Regions from separate parts of the Mus musculus genome. Here regions 1 and 3 are each linked to region 2. Evidence: chromatin contacts called from public capture Hi-C and promoter capture Hi-C data. All regions are on one chromosome and are shown on one strand. Each heading gives the region's core, a stretch centred on a gene start, on an enhancer-like site or on the middle of the called end of the contact. The rest is flanking DNA. Distances are from core to core; before and after follow the strand shown.

The links. Promoter capture Hi-C pulls out the DNA fragments that hold promoters and counts their contacts. Capture Hi-C pulls out chosen DNA fragments and counts their contacts.
Region 1: a capture Hi-C map of embryonic stem cells shows a contact between it and region 2, with 2.3 times the contacts expected there. The contact joins the promoter of Crabp2 here to the promoter of Lrrc71 in region 2. A contact is called at or near these places in 1 of 39 promoter capture datasets (3T3-L1-derived adipocytes), 1 of 15 datasets of contacts at CTCF or cohesin (embryonic stem cells), 1 of 115 datasets of contacts at active chromatin or transcription factors (embryonic stem cells) and 3 of 9 other capture datasets (embryonic stem cells, liver and pancreatic islet).
Region 3: a promoter capture Hi-C map of embryonic stem cells shows a contact between it and region 2, with 5 times the contacts expected there. The contact joins the promoter of Arhgef11 here to the promoter of Lrrc71 in region 2. A contact is called at or near these places in 17 of 39 promoter capture datasets (the 3T3-L1 cell line, 3T3-L1-derived adipocytes, the C10 cell line and 11 more), 3 of 484 Hi-C or Micro-C datasets (the N1E-115 cell line, brown adipocytes and embryonic stem cells), 3 of 115 datasets of contacts at active chromatin or transcription factors (acute myeloid leukemia, memory CD8 T cells and stem cell-derived neural progenitor cells) and 3 of 9 other capture datasets (adipose tissue, liver and pancreatic islet).

Annotation. Positions count from the first base shown.
Region 1 is chr3:87,947,381-87,950,080 of GRCm38.p6, reverse strand. It overlaps Crabp2 (cellular retinoic acid binding protein II), which reads right to left and starts at 1,388. Exons shown (of 4, transcript NM_007759.2): 1 at 1,171-1,388. The coding sequence starts at 1,240.
Region 2 is chr3:87,747,188-87,749,887 of GRCm38.p6, reverse strand. It overlaps Lrrc71 (leucine rich repeat containing 71), which reads left to right and starts at 1,265. Exons shown (of 15, transcript NM_028971.1): 1 at 1,265-1,583. The coding sequence starts at 1,424. Pear1 (platelet endothelial aggregation receptor 1) reads left to right here. Exons shown (of 25, transcript NM_152799.2): 25 at 1-791.
Region 3 is chr3:87,616,154-87,618,853 of GRCm38.p6, reverse strand. It overlaps Arhgef11 (Rho guanine nucleotide exchange factor (GEF) 11), which reads right to left and starts at 1,295. Exons shown (of 40, transcript NM_001003912.2): 1 at 62-1,295. The coding sequence starts at 93.

The DNA.
Region 1 (2,700 bases), core at 139-2,638, 200 kb before region 2:
GAGGGAGGAGACAGCAATAGATTTTTCTGAAAATTTCTATTCTCTGATCTTTAATTTCGCAAGGGCGGAGCAAGAAAACTGGGTATGACTCTAAGGATCATTGCGGTTAGCTGACACAAAGAGAATGAACAGCGAGGAAAGATGAGAACAGAGGCCCTACTGCCCTCGCAACATTCTTTTTAGCTCCAGACTCACTCTTATACAGTCCCTAGCTCCTCAAGGGTATCCCCTGCTCCCCACCACAGGGCTCCTCTCCAGTGCAGAAATGGAAGGCATGCTGACCCTTAGGCTCTGGGGTAGTTTCCACTCCCTGGGGCGGTTAACTGCATCTCTCCGCAGATGTCTCTCCTTTCCTATACCTTCTAGCTCAGTCGCATCCTAGAGGGTAGTAGAAGGTGGGTAGGGAAAGTCTGGGTGGTTCCTGTGTTCCCACCCTTGGCTAACAGCCCAGTTGCGCAGGGTGCAGCTGGTCTGTGGCGAGGAGGGAGGCAATCCTAGACTTTCGGAAATGGGGATTGGTGTTTCACACGAGGACATTTGTTGAAATCTAAGAAAGTGGTAATTGTCCAGAGCGATTTTAGGGCTTGGGAGCCGGTTGCTGTAGGAAAATATGTCTCACAGGTGGGGGTGGGGTGGGGTGGGGTGGGGTGGGGAGACTGGAGTGGGAAGTGCAAGGTGTGGGGGAGGGTCGGGGAGCTGAAGTGGTGGACCACCTGGTGGGCGGAGCCAAGTGTTGAGGATAATGGACCTGTCGCCTGGATTGGGTTACTGTTAGGGTACGCGGAAAGATCTTGGAATGTCTCCTAGGGGCTCCCTGCCTGGATTCTGGATTCTTAAAGCTCAGAGCCAGGTGCCCTGGTCAGCAGGTCCAGGCGCCGAGGCTAGCCAACCCCTCCTGAGACTAACCTCGTGCTTCTGGTTTCTACTTGCTTCACAGGCTCTGAGTCACCGTTGAAGCTGGCACTGGTGGGCGCCCAGCCTCAGAAAGTAGGATTTAAGAGTCTTGGGCCTGGTGCCCCAGGACCCAGGGTATCCGGCACGCCCCTTTCCTAGGATGCAGGCTCCCAGGTACATTCCCTGATTCGGCCCCCTTCCGTTTATTCGGCCTCTGCTCTAAAGACCCCAGCGCCCTTCTTGTCCTCCCTTCCCAACTCACGAAAACCTCCTTACCCAGAGCTTTTAGCATTTCCTCAAAGTTTTCCGATCGGATGATCTTCCAGTTGCCAGAAAAGTTAGGCATAGTGGCAGCAAGGTGGCTTTCTCTTTAGATCTTCAACTAGAACACTGGACGCTGAGTCCTTTAGGCTAAAGATACTTTGCTGTCTCCTTTGCAGAACAGATCCTTCCACCTGGGGACCAAGCCGCGTGGAGGACAATTGCACAGCCGCTGGGCGCCAGAGCTCTAGGCTTTTATACCCAGCTGGTGCATGAGGCGGCCCCGCCCCCGCCCCGCCTTCCACACCACCTGGGGGCCCTGCTCTGTGACCACTTCACCCCCATCCTTTCCGGAATCCCTCCTGTTTCTAGAAATGTGGGTGGGTCCAGGGTTCTCCAAGAGCCAAGATACCCTTCTCCCGCATCAGTAGGCGGACCGAGAAGCGTCAGAAGGCAAGAACGGGGTTTGTGCCTCTGGCAAGAACAGGGCACGGCTCTCGCCTGGGTCACGGATGCTCTCTCGGCCTGCAGGGCGAACACAGGTCCCGTTTCACCAGTTCCCTAGTAGTTCTCTACCAGATTTGGTGCTCTGGACAGCTCAGCTCCAGGCATCCGGAGACCCCACTAGCGCAAGAATTGTCCCCCCCCCCCCCCCCCGGCAACCGGCAGTCGAAATGGACTCAATGAAACAGCTCGGAATTCAAGCGTTCTTTTGGGTGACAGGGAGGTGCTGCTCTGTCCTCCACCCCTTGACTCAGCTCTGGGTTCAAGTAGTGCCTGGGGACGCCTGAAGTGAGCACAAGGCAACTCATTCATTCCTCTCCAAGCCCTGGACGGACAATGAAGGGTTAAGCAGGAGCCCCCGGCTCGAGGCTAGAAGGGCAGAGGTCACAGCCAATCACTTGACACGACTCTTTTATTAAGGCGCTTTCTCGGTGGCTACGCTTCCCTGGGCCCCCTGGGCCACAAGGAGGGGGAGAAAGACGCCAAGCGCCCCCCACCACCCCCCACCCCCACCCCGCGGCTTGCCGCGTTGCCTCCGGGGTTGGGGGAAGGCTGACTGTGTGGGGAGGGGGTGGGTCTGAGACGTCCCTATCTAGAGCTGAAAGTGCGGTGAATCAGCCTCTCCGAGGCTGATTTTTACGTGGGTGAAACCCTAGTGGAAAGACAGCGAGACAGCAGAAAGGACAGGAGCGGCCTCGGAGGCACGCGGGTAACCCAAAGCCAGAAACAACGTTGCTCTGTGCTGGAGCTACAAGTGTTTGCCCTTTCTTTGGCATTCGCCCTCAGTCTCCCGGGGCTATCCCCGTAGTCCCCTCAGGATCTCAAACAAGGTCCCTGCCTGGCCCCTTCTCATCTAGGTGGCCAAGGTTGGAACAGGCAGCCCTGACCTGGTGAACTGGGGACTTGGCAGGCTTTGGTTGGGGAGTGGAACTGAGCTGAGGACAGGGCCTGAAGGATTAACCTCACTCAGAGGCCAGACAGTGTCACTCGAGTCAGGTCTTCATCGAGGCAATCCCGAATAATGGGGTGTGGAAAACTTGA
Region 2 (2,700 bases), core at 16-2,515:
TTGGGTACCTTTTCTGTGTGTATGCTCAGGCAGGCTGTGTGTGTCTCTAGTTGGCTTTAGAGGGAGTCAGGTATAGGTTCTGCCTTCTGCACTTTCCATCTTATCTAGTAGTCAGCTTCCAAGCTTAACTAGTTAGAGCTCCACCAGCAGCAGGCCCTAACTACCTGCCTGCCCTTCACCCAGTAATCCTCCATGTCTTTGCTCAGAGGATTGCTCCCCGACTCTGGTGTTTGTCCTCCTGGTACGCCTTGACGGTCCTGCAGTCTCCCTTTCCCGTCTCGCTTCATTCTTTCCCAGAATGAAGGCTGTCTGCCACCCTACTTCCCAGCCCAGGAATTGGCACATCTAAGTTCAGCCTTCCTAAGTTACCCGTTGAGTCCTGCTTGCCCTTCACATATTCCACAGAACACCCACCCCACATCTGCTTCATAGCTACTCTCTTCTCCACGTACCCACAGAAGGCAGAAGTGGTACCAGGCAAGAAGATGGGATTGTTGCATTTTGTTTTGTTTTTGAGACTCTGTCTCACTATGTAGTCCTGGCTGGCCTGGAACTCAAGAGCTCTGCTTGCCTCTGCCTCTTGAGTGCTGGGTTTAACGGCTCAGGGTCACATGCACAGCTCAAGCTGCACTCCGATGTGCTTTCCCCTGTTGCTAGATTAGCGTCTGCCTCCCCCTAGTGGAGAGGCTGATCGCCAGCTCTCTGATGCAGGACTCTGGTGTTTAGGCTCACTCACTATTGGTTTCCTTGGCACAGGGTAGTCACTCAATAAATGTTCCTCTAAAAGCTGAGTGGCTGAATCAAAGTACCAGCAATACCGTGTCCCCAGTGTCCCCCAGAGCCTAGTTTGGAGCTCTCCTCAGAGATAGAGTCTCAGCAGAGAGCAGCATCCGTGCTGCTGTGGTACTGAATGAGGAGCCAAGCAACTCAAAGGGGCCCGGGATGGCGAAATGGTAAAGATGGGACCTCCTAGATCAAACCAGCAGACAAGCCTCCAGACCTCCAGGGAGCTGAGGAGAGCTGGCAAAGAACTCAGCATAGCCCGAGCCCTTACCACTTGGGCCCTTCACAAGGCACTCTCTCTCCCCTACAACCTTCTAGCTCAGTGCGTTGTCCTCTCCCCCCACAACCTCCTCTGCGAGTACAGAGAGTACAGACCATTAGGGCCCTAGCTGCACTGCCCTAGATTCCACGCATCTATGCCCTACGCCTAGCCACGCCCACTGGCTCTGGCTCTGGCAGAGTCAGGGGCCTCCACGTGCACTCTTTGCCCGTTGCTCCGGCCACAGCCCCACCCAATCAGGCTGGGTTGCCCTGGAGAGGGCAGTCGCGGAGTCGCTTGGCTGAGTGGAGATCCTAGGGGTGAGGCCCACAGAGTCCCGTTTCATCTTGCCTCTCACTCGAGGGGTCCAAAAGCACCCCTATGTCAAGTGAGCCAAGCACTACAGGGACCTCACCCAGGACTCCGCGTCCTGGGGCCCAGAAGTCATCCGGAGCAGTAACCAAGAAGGGGGATCGGGCTGCTAAAGATAAGACAGCAAGCACCCTGCCCCCGGTGGGAGAGGACGAGCCAAAAAATCCGGGTATGCTGGCGGGGCAGGGCTGGATTAATTGGACTTGACGTTTTCTTTTTTTTTCTTTTTTAAAATTAAAACTGGTCAGCAACTTGCTCTACAGACTAGGCTGACCCCGAACTCAGAGGTCTACCTATCTCCTCCGAGATCAAATGTGGATCAGCACATCCCACCTCCTCAGGGGTTGGTCTTAAAGAGTACACATTGCCTGGGGAAGCTGACGTGCACTGTAAGATGTGACAAGATAGGTCAAAGAAGGCTGAGGCAGTGGTGAGAAGATCCCGTGGGGCTGTGGGAAGGTTTAGGAACACAGCTCTATGGATATTCATTTAGACAACAGTTACTTTTGAGTGTCTTCTCTGTGGCCATGGTCACAGTTGTGCTTTGGCACGCTTAAAGAAAACTATTAAAGTTGGATTAACAGGACCATTGCTTCTCATGTTGCAAGGGACAGAACTCAGTTTGAACCAATTAAGCACAAAAGGGAATGTATCAGAAGGCATCTTGATACAAATTCGATGCTTTTGTTATTAAAGAGGGTCAGGACCCCGTTTTCCTTGCAATGGAAATAAAACACTGGGAAAAGATGCTGCCGGTCTGCCTTTTGCCAGGTGCTGTTTTCCTGTCAGCGCTAGTGCCCAGGGATAGGCAGGGTATAAGGAACTGGAGAAAAAGCATCTTTCATAGGGAAGACAGATAGGCCAGGGTTTGCTGGGCACAGAAAGCCCACACACATACTTGTGATCCCAGCACTCGGGGTACTGAGGCAGGAGGCACTAAGTTCCTTATAGAACAATACATCAAGACAGTGTGACCCAAGGGAGTAAAAGAGAAAAAGAAACGCTGGCTGTGCATGGAGGAGATGGGAAACAGAGATAGGGGCAGCAGAAAGGTGAGTGTGACTCTGAGTAGCCCAGTCCAGGGACGGTGATCATCGGCACAGGACAGTGAAGGTTTGAGAGGGTGTGTTAGGCTCCTGGGAGATGGAGTTGGTGAAGGATGAGGGGGATGGAGAGTCACCCTGCACTGCATGACCGAGTCCCAGGTTTCTAGCCTGGGATGCTAGCTGGGTGGAGATGTGGGAAGAAAGCTGGGAGAAGGGCCGTCCAGTGGCGGGCCTTCAGGT
Region 3 (2,700 bases), core at 46-2,545, 130 kb after region 2:
TTCCCCCCCAGTCATTTTAATAAGTGTTGGAAAAAAAAAATCCTCAATTATTTAAACATACCTGTCTATACTATGGGGCAACCGTATGCTCATGGTTTCTCCGTGTCTCCACAGTTCTGGAATCCTGTAGTTTCTTTGGGCGTCTTGATCAGGCCTGAGTCCCTTGCAATTTTGAAGGAAGGTGAGAGGAAGGCCTCCCAAGTTGAAGACTGAATCCTTGTTTCTTCCAGCTGTCAGGACCCTGGTAACTGCAGTGCTATTCTGCTTCTATCGGTTAACATGGTCTCCTCCTTCCTTCACCCTTAACCTTCCCCTCCCTCGTCTTAAAAAAGAAAATGAAAAGAAAAAAAGAGAGGAAAAACTATGACCTTCTTAGAAACCAAACTGTTAACCACAAATCTCTTCAAGGTTAGCCCTACGGGCTAAAAACTGAACCACAGAAAGAATCTGACTTCAAAATATCAGTCTTAGTTGCAGACAGATAAAAGCCATCCTTTCAATCCAGTTTCCCCAGCTGTCCTTCTGTTGACAGGGAAGCCTTAAGCTCCAAAGGTTGAAAAAAAAAATCTCTGGTTTCCAAATGCTTAAAATGCCAACAGCAGAATTATTCCAGGGAAGGAAAAACAAAAACAAAACAAAACAAAACAAAAAGGCTGAACAAATCCGAAATGGCACTTGGGAGAAAAATCTTCCAGACGATTTGCACAGTTAAAATAAATAAAACCACACAGCAGTATGTACACAACACGGTCCAGTGCAGCCCTGGGAAGCAAAATTTGCGGATTTCTTTTAAAAATCAAAACAAAACAACCATCTTCTTCTACAGTAAAGGTTTTTGAATTCTGAAATGAACCAATTGTGCAGACACACACACAACAATCACAAAACACCTGAAGCGCAATGCTTTCTACCTTCAAAACGGTAGCATTGGCCAAACCCCCAGGAAATCTTAAACCTTCTTTTCCCTTTCGACTTGCAGGTTCCTCCACCTAACCCAGCCTCAGATCGGCCTTTTTCTCAGACAATTTCCTCAGTCAGCTCTGTGTGCTCCAGCACGTCCAGGCTCCGAAAGTCTCTCTCGCCGCAGCGCTCTGGAGCGGTAGTCCCGCTTCCCCCTCGCCCGCCGATCGTGTCCGGCGACCCGCTCCTAGTATTGTTGCGGCTCGGTTAGGGCCAGGGCGCCCTCCACAGCGGCGCGGAGAGCCCGGGCCGCGGCCTCGGCCTCCGTGCCCACCCGCCCGCCAGCCACAGCCTCCCCGCTCGGCCGCTCCCGGCGTCCGCGTCGCGGCCGCTGCGCTTCCGGCCCCGCCCCCGCGCGCGCTCGCTCGCTAAGGCCAAGCCCGCTGCCGCCGGCCGGCTCCGCCCCACCCCCGCTCCGCCCCGCCCCGCCACCGCCCCGCCTCGCCCCGCCTCGCCACAGCCCCGCCACGGCGGACTCCGCTCGCCCGGGCCGGCCGCTGGCTCCTCCTTGGCGCCGCCCGCCCTTTCACAGCCCCGCGCGCCCCCGGTCCGCGCGCTGCGGCCTAGCTGCTCCCGGTGCTGCTGTCCCAGAGACTCGACCTTTGTTTCCGCAGTGTCCGCTGGCCGCGCCTCTGTCTGCGCTCTCGCTGCGGTCCCGTCCTCCTCTGCCCGTTTTCACTCATTTGTCGCGCTCCTTTCCAAGTTACCAGGAACCCTCTTAGCTGTGCCCTCGCCCCTCTGAGCACCCACCGTCTCTCCCCTCGCGGCTGTACTCGATTTAGCTTGGGTATCTTGTATGGCTCTGCCTTTTAATTTCAATGCAAAAGCCTTTGCAGGGCAATGTTATTTCGATGACACACACCCCCTTCGTGAAATCACGGTTTCTAAATCTCTTCAAGTAACTGTCGGAAGTCAGAAGTAAAGATTGAAGTAAAAAGGAGACTTTTCCAGTACAGGTTGATGAATACACTTTGTTATTTTGTGTGTGTGTGTGTGTAATATGTGACTTCCTGGTGAGACCAGACATCTGTTAACATTAGATAGTGCACCAACAGTTTTACTGAAGCCTGTTCTCAACAGCCAGTGGATTTATTGGGGTTACTTCTAGGAGTACAAACCCCTAAAGGCAGAGGCACCAGCAAAAACCCATCTCCGCATGGATGAGGACGGTGGACTACTGACCTCTACCACTAGAGCTATTGGAGTTGATATTGTTTCTATAACCGTGGGGAGCAGCACTGTGACTCTTGAAACAACTTCTTGAAATTTCTGAGTGCTTGCCATCTGAACCTTAACAATTGCTGCGCTCTTCCACAGGTGTGCTTGTGGAGCCCAGAGGACAAGTGTGGGTGGCATTCTTCCTCAAATGCCAAACAACCTCACCCCTTCTCTGGAGCCTGGTCTCTCTCCACAGCCCCAGCTTGCTGAGTAGGCCAAGAATGGCTGGTGAGTAAGTGCCACCCTCTTACCCTTCTCAGCATTGTGAGAGCAAGTTCACAGCCACCCAAACTCAGCCTCTTTATGTGTGTTCTAGGGGGTTGCTGGGTAGCAGTTTCCACTCAGAACCTTCTCTCTTGGAGAGAAATCCTATAAGACATAGGATATGAAAAGGGAAGCGAAACATATTTTTTAGGCAAAATGTTCGAAGGAGAGGTAAAACATGCTATCCCGTGGAGAAGCTCCTTCAGACAGGAAGTACAAACTCAAAACAGCTTCAGAAGGTTCCTGAAACTGACTAGA